Regions from separate parts of the Bombyx mori genome. Here region 1 is linked to region 2. A link is a contact called in public Hi-C data. All regions are on one chromosome and are shown on one strand. The core of a region is the stretch at or near the end of the contact, and the rest is flanking DNA. Distances in the headings are between cores, read along the strand shown. Region 1 overlaps LOC105842530 (inositol-trisphosphate 3-kinase homolog). Region 2 overlaps LOC105842530 (inositol-trisphosphate 3-kinase homolog).

What was found. A called contact is a pair of places that touch in the nucleus more often than the background predicts.
Region 1: a contact with region 2 is called in a Hi-C map of midgut, with 1.8 times the contacts expected there. The contact joins two enhancer-like sites. A contact is called at or near these places in 3 of 7 Hi-C or Micro-C datasets (midgut and whole pupa).

Annotation. Positions count from the first base shown.
Region 1 is chr10:7,320,968-7,325,414 of ASM3026992v2, reverse strand. All of the region lies in intron 3 of LOC105842530 (inositol-trisphosphate 3-kinase homolog), which reads right to left. Among protein-coding and RNA genes, the nearest start is that of Ncd, 20 kb to the left of the region's middle. Within about 2 kb of position 3,179, at least 3 of the 8 cell types and tissues checked have open chromatin away from gene starts, as enhancers often do.
Region 2 is chr10:7,274,467-7,279,346 of ASM3026992v2, reverse strand. The region is part of intron 3 of LOC105842530 (inositol-trisphosphate 3-kinase homolog); the gene reads right to left. All of the region lies in intron 2 of LOC134199508 (a long non-coding RNA gene), which reads left to right. Among protein-coding and RNA genes, the nearest start is that of LOC134199508, 19 kb to the left of the region's middle. Within about 2 kb of position 2,901, at least 6 of the 8 cell types and tissues checked have open chromatin away from gene starts, as enhancers often do.

The DNA.
Region 1 (4,447 bases), core at 1,930-4,429, 46 kb before region 2:
GTAAATGCGTCACCCATCTTGAGATATAAGTTCTAAGATCTCAGTATAGTTACCACGGCTACCCCACCTTTCAAACCGAAACGCATTACTGCTTCAGGGCAGAAATAGGCAGGGTGGTGGTACCTACCCGCGCGGACTCACAAGAAGTCCTACCACCAGTAGAAAAGATGCCAGGCAATAGGCACTAGATACCTTTAAGTTTTTAAATTAATAGTGCCGTTTGATCCTTAAGATTAGATTTAATCCGATGACATCATGATTTGCCGTGCGCGCCTTTCAGAAAACATGATTCAAGAAATAATTTCAGTATCTGTGTCATAGCTTACATACATACAAACATACATTAAGTGCTTATAGTCTTCAATTACGTTAGTATTAATGGTTGATACCTAAACTTGAATACTTAATGTGTACATGACAAGCAAATCAAAATTCAGGATACATAACGGAAGGGGGAAGTCGATCCTTCTGTCCTTGTAGAAATATCCTGCTCGGCTAACTTATCAAATACGTGCCAATTGTTTCGAACCGATTTTCGAAATATTTTGTTTGTAGATCTGACGCGTCGGCGCCGTCCGCAAACAAAGATTAAGTACGTACAATATATTATGTTAATAAATACATCGAACAAATGAATTGACGCCAAACATAATGGTTCATTTGATTTATCAACCCGCACTTATTAGTTTGGTTAGATATTTGGTGACCCCTGTATTTATACGCTGCAAAAACCCGGACCCTGCAAGATAGCGATAAGCGCTAGAAATGTGGTGCTCGAGAAAAATATTCGGGATATCGTGGACTGAATTTCGCAATAACGAGTGCATATTGTGTCACTGGGCATTTTTCTATCTAGCGCCTGATGGTACAGGGTAGAGAAGAGGGTGTCAGACCTTACGGCAGGTTAGAATTTGGACGCACCAGGAGGATGGGACGACGCGTCGACGGCTGCGGAATGCGATGCGGTCCGCATTTTCGTCGTCGCTGTCGTCGCCGAACATACTGTGGAAGAGCAACCCAGTCGGCGGTGTATCGCGTTCCGACCCGGCAGGCTGGTTCTAGCTCAGCGGGGTATCTCGGAACACCAGCGGCATCGCCCGGGTGGCCTGGTAGGGCCGCCGTACCGCGGAGACCGACGTCGTTGGTCGTCGACCATCGCCTCGACGACCCGTCGGTCAGGCGTCCTCGGGGTGGCGCCACGTGTCTGGTTGTAGTGTTGACTGCGGGAACCCCGCTACTCTGACCGGGTTTTGACCCCGGACGGAGATCGGACGTCGGGTGTAAGAGTGCAGGGGAGTCGTTTAGTGGGTAGGGCCTTAAAATTCCTTGGGCCCGCGGTCTGCTTCCAACGCCTTGCAGATGGTCAAGTCCCACAAACACCGCGCGCGCCCTAGGCGCGGGGACCTCGTAGGAGGTTCGGCACCCAGGCCGGAAAAAAAAAAGGTCAGAATTTGGACTGACCAAGTCAACGCTACCATGGATTGCTCTCTGCACGTAACTATCAGACGCGCATTCGGAAGCCAGGAGTGGCGTCCGGTTCTAAAAATGGTCACTGAAAACATTACGACCACAATCACGGTAAAGCGACGTAGAAATAGACTTATTAGCTTAAAATAAACGCTGGATCTTAACCCAATTACTTTATCAATAAACCAGACTAAAAATATGCATGACTTTCATTTAAAATTACTTTCAGCTACTTTTTAATTTTTTTAATTACAGTAGCTGTATGAATGCCTCTTCTCCAATACAAATACTATGAACATGAAAATGTTATCTAAATACTATCTAACACAATACGTGATTTTAATAATGTATTCTTATATAAGTAATGCACGTTCTTTCAACGAACCTTAGATTACAATATTTTAACATAGTGCTTTTAAAACTCTTATCATTGTAATGGTAAATTTCCATTCGAAAATATAAAGAATGAGCATGTCTTAAATTATAAATATTTTATTTATTTTAATTGATAATGAGGTCGAAGCAAAGTCGTTGGCATAGTGACTTTCATTGTTCCACGGCTTTGTGAAACAAAGGTTACGAAATAGGGCGCATCTCGGCAAGGCTACCACTCACGTCACAAGTTACATTATACAAAAGTGTCGAAACTTTTTTAAATTTATCGAGACGTTGCCTATTAATATTTATCTAGATTTTTTTCCATAGAACACGTACACGCGTAGTGCACAAGCGATGGTTCGTAAATGTATTCGAATACTCATATTACCATTACGTTACGATGCAAACTGTTTACAATCTCGAACTTAATGCAGGTGCAACAAAATTTTTGATATTATTAAAATTAAATATTTATTTCAATTTAAAGAAACGTGCAAACATCTAACAAAGGTATTTGTGCATGCTTAAAAAGTCTGTTTGTTAATAAGCGCATCACTTGAGATAAACTGATGGCTGTTTTTCAAAAGTACATAAAAGTACAAACAGTGTTTTAGGTAAAGATACATTAACAATATTGGTTACATGTAAATTGGTAAAATTCGTAAAACCATCACCAATAAATTTGTTAATGACAAATGTCTATCAGTGCAGCTAGTGATAAAACTAAGGGAATCTAGTAATGCCACATGACTCTCAGTGATATCTCATAATTACTATTTGTCGTTTATTACTGCGAACAGTTAGTTTCCTTACAGTGTGAACATATTTTAAGGAAATATTTACTTCAAAACTATATTCGTTTTATTTTTCAACTAAATATTTTTAATTATATTTCTCTTATGTTTATTGGATGTCTGCATTACAAATTTATTCACATGCCATGGCCAACCTCAATGCAGAAGATTTAAACAATTTTGTTTTCCATTGTAAAGGATCATTATTAAAAATCTGCAGACACCCTTAACATGAGACTGCCATTGCAGGTAATTGCCTGCTAAACAACTACATTTAGTAAACTAATAATAAACAAGAAAGCAAGTATAATATTTAAAACAAAAAAGTTTTTACTTTTTGTTTCAACTGTACATCCAAGTTTCATATTGACAAAAAAGGTGCGTAATCTCATTGTGAAAAAATATCTAAAAATTGTTATTCTAAAACATCCTCCAGAAAATTCAAGGGGATTCGTAAATACAAGTCGGTTTATTAACCTCGTTCGTTCAACAGCACGTGCACTTGTTTTGTCCTTCTCATACTAGCGTTACATAAGCCAGTAGCGTAATCTATGTTTGCTTTAAAGCTTACAGAACACGTAATCATGTTCATTATAATTTCACTGCCCTCATTACGGAGTTTTTTTGTATGTTTATATTAAACTAAAATATATTTAAGAGAAACAGAAACACAATAAAGTTTTGGAACAACAAGGAAAATAGCTGTAATTCTTTCCAAAAAAAATAATAGATTTTTTTACTTTCATATTACATATGTGTTTAACTTTTTATTCTTGTCGAGAACTAAAACCGCACTACTCCGCACTAGTAGGTTCCTATCGAATTTGGTTAGGTTGGCAGAAGAATGCAGATAATGGAGAATGTACGTAATGGTCATTGACACGGACCTCTTAAACCTACACCAAGGTCACAAGTCCAAATTCCTATAATTCCAAGTTCCTCTCAGAGCAACACAATGTACCCAGTAGGCGCACGGTGAATCCTTAACTTCTTAAGATAAGATTGATAAGTCTCACTCTGTCCTCTCTCTCTATGTACTCACAGAAAAGTAAGACAACATTCGCACAATGGAATTAATTGAATTTTTTCAACGGTACCCAAATTAATGATACTGGAAGGATATGTTGTGGGTTCCAGATTGCTATCTCCGCATACTTTATCTCCGCCGTGTTGCAAAAATGTATTCCAACTTAATAGGTAAATGAGCCGCAATTTAATTAAGCAATATTATAAATTAATGCTTTGAGCTTTGGTTTGAAAGATAGCCGTTATCCTAGTGCCAATCAGACTTTAACCCATGTTTCAAAGTGAGGGGCGACAACAACGACATGATGAGTATGAGCTCCCCATAACAGGTATCATCAGGTGGACCATGAGCTCGGCTGCCCATCTACGGCCATGAAAAGGAATATAATTTAACCACAACAGCATTTCAATGGCACATTTTGAACACCTTCAAAAGGGCAAAATTTAAATAAAAGAGTGGAAACAAAACGATTTATTCTTTTTAAAACCTATGGACGATAACCCCAATATTTGGTGGAATTTTACTTTGAAATTTCAAGACGTCTTCAAAACTGTTTAACGCAGAATACAGTTTGCGCAAATACTATAAGATATACCGATTACTATAAGACATTCGTACATACGCATGTGACGCAGAAACATTACGTCTATAAAGATCTGCTTATACTTTGTGATAACGTTTATTGGTTTTCCAACGTCATAATATTTTATGTAATGTGATGTATTTTGAAGTTTGATCTACTCGACTTTGAAATTTGTCCTCATATCCTTTAATTAGAAAT
Region 2 (4,880 bases), core at 1,652-4,151:
GGTTGATCATTTTCCGACGCAAAGAAACGTGACGAGCTTGCAAACCAATTGCCCGCATACGCAACAATAACTCATTACGCAATCAACACAGCATCTGGTAAATACATCAAATACAACCATTCCTATCTACATAATAATATATTGATCAAAGTAATAAACTAATTTTGCGTATCGCAGTCGCTAGTGTTAAAATTCCACATAACTGCCTTTTCAGCTTGGGAAACGTCACTTAATATTTCAAAATCTTAATAGAACAAGAATACTTGATACGTACTTCTGATAACATAAATAGCGAAGATAGTTAGGTTTTTAATTGTAAGCTTGAATTTTGAAGTTGAACCGAATAATAAGTGATTCATTTTCAGCGTATCAACTTTGATGAAAACCCACTGGCCCACGTAGCTTAATCACCATCGTTTTTAATGTATCCGTGAATCAGCGGTGCAGTACATTTTTTTCAAGCAGGAAGTAGTTGAATCGTGAGTTTTCGTTGATCAGTTGACGAAGATGACAGAACTTGTCCACTATGTTTTCTTTCTATCTAATAATATGAACGATATCTGAATGATATGAAAAAATGATATGAACTCAACGAGTTTACGATTTTCATTCATTAGCAGTTTTATTTATAATGATAATTTTCATTGTTAATGGCATTTCCGTCGAAGTTATTACCGTGGTTCACTGCCAAGAAGGAAGCATTTAATGATGAAAAATACGTGATGTTCCGTAATGATTGAAGTACATATAAGATATTGTTACATGTTACATCTTTTGTGTTGGTTTTCTTTTAATATTCTAAACACAGACTTGGGTAAGACAATGTAAGCTGATTATGGTTTTATGTGCAATAAGGAATTACGATTTGTTATGAAAATCGTCTGTGACAACACCATTTCAGTTCTCTCTCTCTTAATAAACAAATCAGAATACCGAGGACAATAGTGTATTTGTGTAGGTATCTTAGATTTTCGAAAGCTACACAAAACTGTTAAAAAGTCAGTTTTACAGTTTAATCTCGTACGTAGTTAAGTCATTTCGTAATTCGAAACTTCGAATGTTTTACAGTCTTCCGTAATTTAGTAAAATAATAATAAAGGAAAAAATATATTTAAAAAAATATATTTTAAAAAAATTTTTTTTTGGCACAGGACGTAGGGTATACTGCTATTCTCAATTTCATTACTTCGTAACATAAACAGAAGCAGAGAGGTGCAGAAGTACAAACTCTATTTTCTCTTGACTGTATACCGTATGTTTAAAACTGTTGTAAACTAGATTTATAGACTACTAGCGACCCGCCCTCGCTTCGCTTCGGAAACATTAAAACACACATGAAACCAAAAAAAAAAATAAAAAAAATAATCAAAAAAGTAGCCTGTGTTCATCAGGGACAATGTCGGCTTCTAATGTAAAAAGAATTTTTCAAATAGGTCCAGTAGTTTCGGAGCCTATTCGAAACAAACAAACAAACAAATCTTTCCTCTTTATAATATTAGTATAGATTCAAAAAACTGAGCTTAAGAAACCTATGATATGTCAAGTGTAACTGAGTATAGCTCTGCAGGATCGCGGCAAATTGGACTATTGTTATATAATTGTGACTACAGGTTTTCGTAGGTAAGGCAGAGAGACACACATCAGTCATTTAATGAACATATTGCGGACATCAAGAATAAACATTTTCTAAACGTAACCTTTAAACATTTGTAAGTAACATCGGTAATACTAAAAATAAAACTCCTGTTTAACCTAAGAGATAATTCTAACTTGAGTCCATTTAATGTGGCGTGTTTACTTATCTTTATGATAAGTAGTCTAAACAGCAGTGCCCCGTAAAGGTCACGATCCTCAGCACTGAGAAACACGACGCAAGGAGGATGATAAGTAGCACTCCACTGGTTAGGTTTTTTTTCATCGCCCAGTTACATGCAGTATATCGCCTCTTTTTTTGGGTCGCGGGCCAAACTGGACGGACTGGACTGGACGGTCCGCAGATGTTCGGAGGGGACCGCGAGGCCAAGGATTGTATTTAGGGTTATACCTACTAAACGATTCCTTTGTACTAAGCGTCCGATCTCCCCCGAGGTCAGAACCCGGGCGGCGTAACAGGGTCACCGCAGTCAACACTGCAACCAGACACACAGCTCTCTCCAAGGACGCCCGACTGACGGAATCTTCAAGGCAAATGACGAAGGCTCTGACGTCGGCCATCTCGATACAGAAGCCCGGCAGGCCACCTAGCCGATGTCGCTGGTGTCCAGGGATACCTTACTAGGTCTAAGCCCGCCTGGCCGAGTCGGGAGGAGCTATGTATCACCTCTAGGAAATATTTTTTCATACTTTCCATACACCATATGTACCGATATTTAGGCTAAATAAAATGTCAGTGATACACAGGTAGACATATTGATACATGTTTTTTTTGCAACGAAACCCAAAAGATTTGTAACTAAGTTAATAATCAAAATTTTACCATAATCACTGACAACTCAACATTAAAAATCATTACATTAAAAATCTCAATCACTATTCCCTTTTTGTTAATTGATAAATCTTAAGATCGTCAACAGCTCTTAAAAAAGTCGTTTGACAAGTGTTTTGTCTTCTCCTATTTAAATATAGGTAGATTCCTTAGCTATAACGTACCGAATTGCTAAATAATCAACAAAGTCTAAGATGCGGATACAATTATATCTTAACGGTCCAATGCAAAAATCAAATATCGGCTAGTATCTGCAGTGTAGTAATTATATTCACATCCACACATCGAGCATATAGCAACAACAATGGCTTTATTAATCACAGTACCCATGTGTGAATCGTATAATACAAGTAGATATACCAGAGAGTACGTAATGTGAAACCTTTGACGTCAACTCAATGCACTTTCTCCATGAAGCGCACTGAGTCAACACGACACTCGTGGGAAAACGATGTAGTTGACACAATTCGCAATGTATTATCTGTTTATTGTTTCTTGCAAACATTAATATTATGGTTCTGTACATTGTACTGTACACATTAGCGTTAAGTGGACTTATAGTGAAGTAGTTTATGAATTTGCACCTTATTGCAATTGTTACTTTCATATTAATATTTTAGGTTCGTGTATGACAGTGTACAGTCAAAAATTCAATTTGAGTTAAAATGCAATTTGGTAAGGCAAATTAATTGAATCTAAAACTTCTATTTTTAGTTGCCTTCGCAAATGAACTTAGCTGATGACGCTCTTGCAGATCTGCATGAAAAAGTCTAGACATATTATCGCATACGAATTAAATGCCCTGATAAGAACAAGAACAGACTTCTTAAGCAGTTGATTTCTGGGTCAAGATGTCTACAATCCCTGTCTCCTAGCACTGTTAACGCGATAAGTGTTTGGTTATCAAAATTAGACGTTAGAGGGGGAAGATTATAAATCATAAGGATCGAAGTGTGAGAAATATGTGCTCAATCATCCAAATGGTAAAAGATAAGCTTTAACTTGTCTGTGCGCCTGTACAACAAAATCCCACAAAATGTTCAGAACCTACATATACATAAGTTTAAGAAAACTATTAAAGAACATCTGTGCAATAAAGCTTACTTACTATAAAGTCAATGATTATCTAGAAGATTGCACAAAGTGGGAATGAGTTGCTCGCTCCGGGCATTTCAATATTGTACCTATAAAATTGTTATGTTATAATTACTTATTGTAAAAATGAATATTTAAAAAAATCAAATATAAAAAAAAAAAAAAAAAATATATAAAAAAAAAGACATGCCCGCTGAGTTTCTTGCCAATTCTTCTCAGGACGGAGGCTAATTCTTGTGAATTGACGGTAGTTCTTTTGACGTTCAACAAGTATGTACTTTCATTTATGTTCAATAAAACTTTTTTGATTTGATTTGATTTGATTTCAAACTAAATCACTAATTAGTTATCTTCTAGAATAGATTGAGATTCCTATGTTTGTAAATATTATCGCTATTAGTATAATATCGACTGTGACCGGTTATGTGATTTTAGCTGTAAAGATTACTTTTTATGGCCAAGATACACGACGAGAATGTTATGTATGTAGCTTGCTCTGACGTCAATGCGAAAAAAGCCGGTTTCAAATTAAAACTGAACAGCGCATAATTAGCTGAATGTTTATTTGCTGTCATGTGGTGAAATTTTTTCTTGATTTAAGAATGCATGAATTAGTACGATTCTGGTGTTCGGATTTTAAAATTTAACACGTTTTAGATATTTTAGAAACATGAGTAGTAAGGTATTACTGTAAATTTATTTTTCTTTGATACTTGATAAAATAGGCTTGTATAAAGTGAGTTAGTGATATGGTGTTGAGATTATCAAGACATTAATTTAGTTATGTACATATTCCAACATTTTGACAGTACAAAAAAGATTAAAACAATCTTAGTTTTTCCGAATCAAACATAATTTCCACACACGTCATTCACTCATTATTATACCCGCTCTCTGTTTTCCCCTCTACGAGTCCCACATGACGATAGATTGACCACTCTATTTTTTGATTGCTTAGATGGATGGACGAGCTCACAGCCCACCTGGTGTTAAGTGATTACTGGAGCCCATAGACATCTACAACGTAAGTGCGCCACCCACCTCGAGATATAAGTTCTAAGGTCTCAGTATAATTACAACGGCTACCCTACCCTTCAAATCGAAACGCATTACTGCTTCACGGCGGAAATATGCGGGGTGGTGGTACCTACCCTTGCGGACTCCAAAGAGGTCCTACCACCACTAATTACGCAAATTATAATTTTGCGGGTTTGATTTTATACATTTGTACCATTCTCTTTAACTTAGTCTAATTTAGACTAAGTATTCTAATATTTGACATACATTCCTATTAACACCT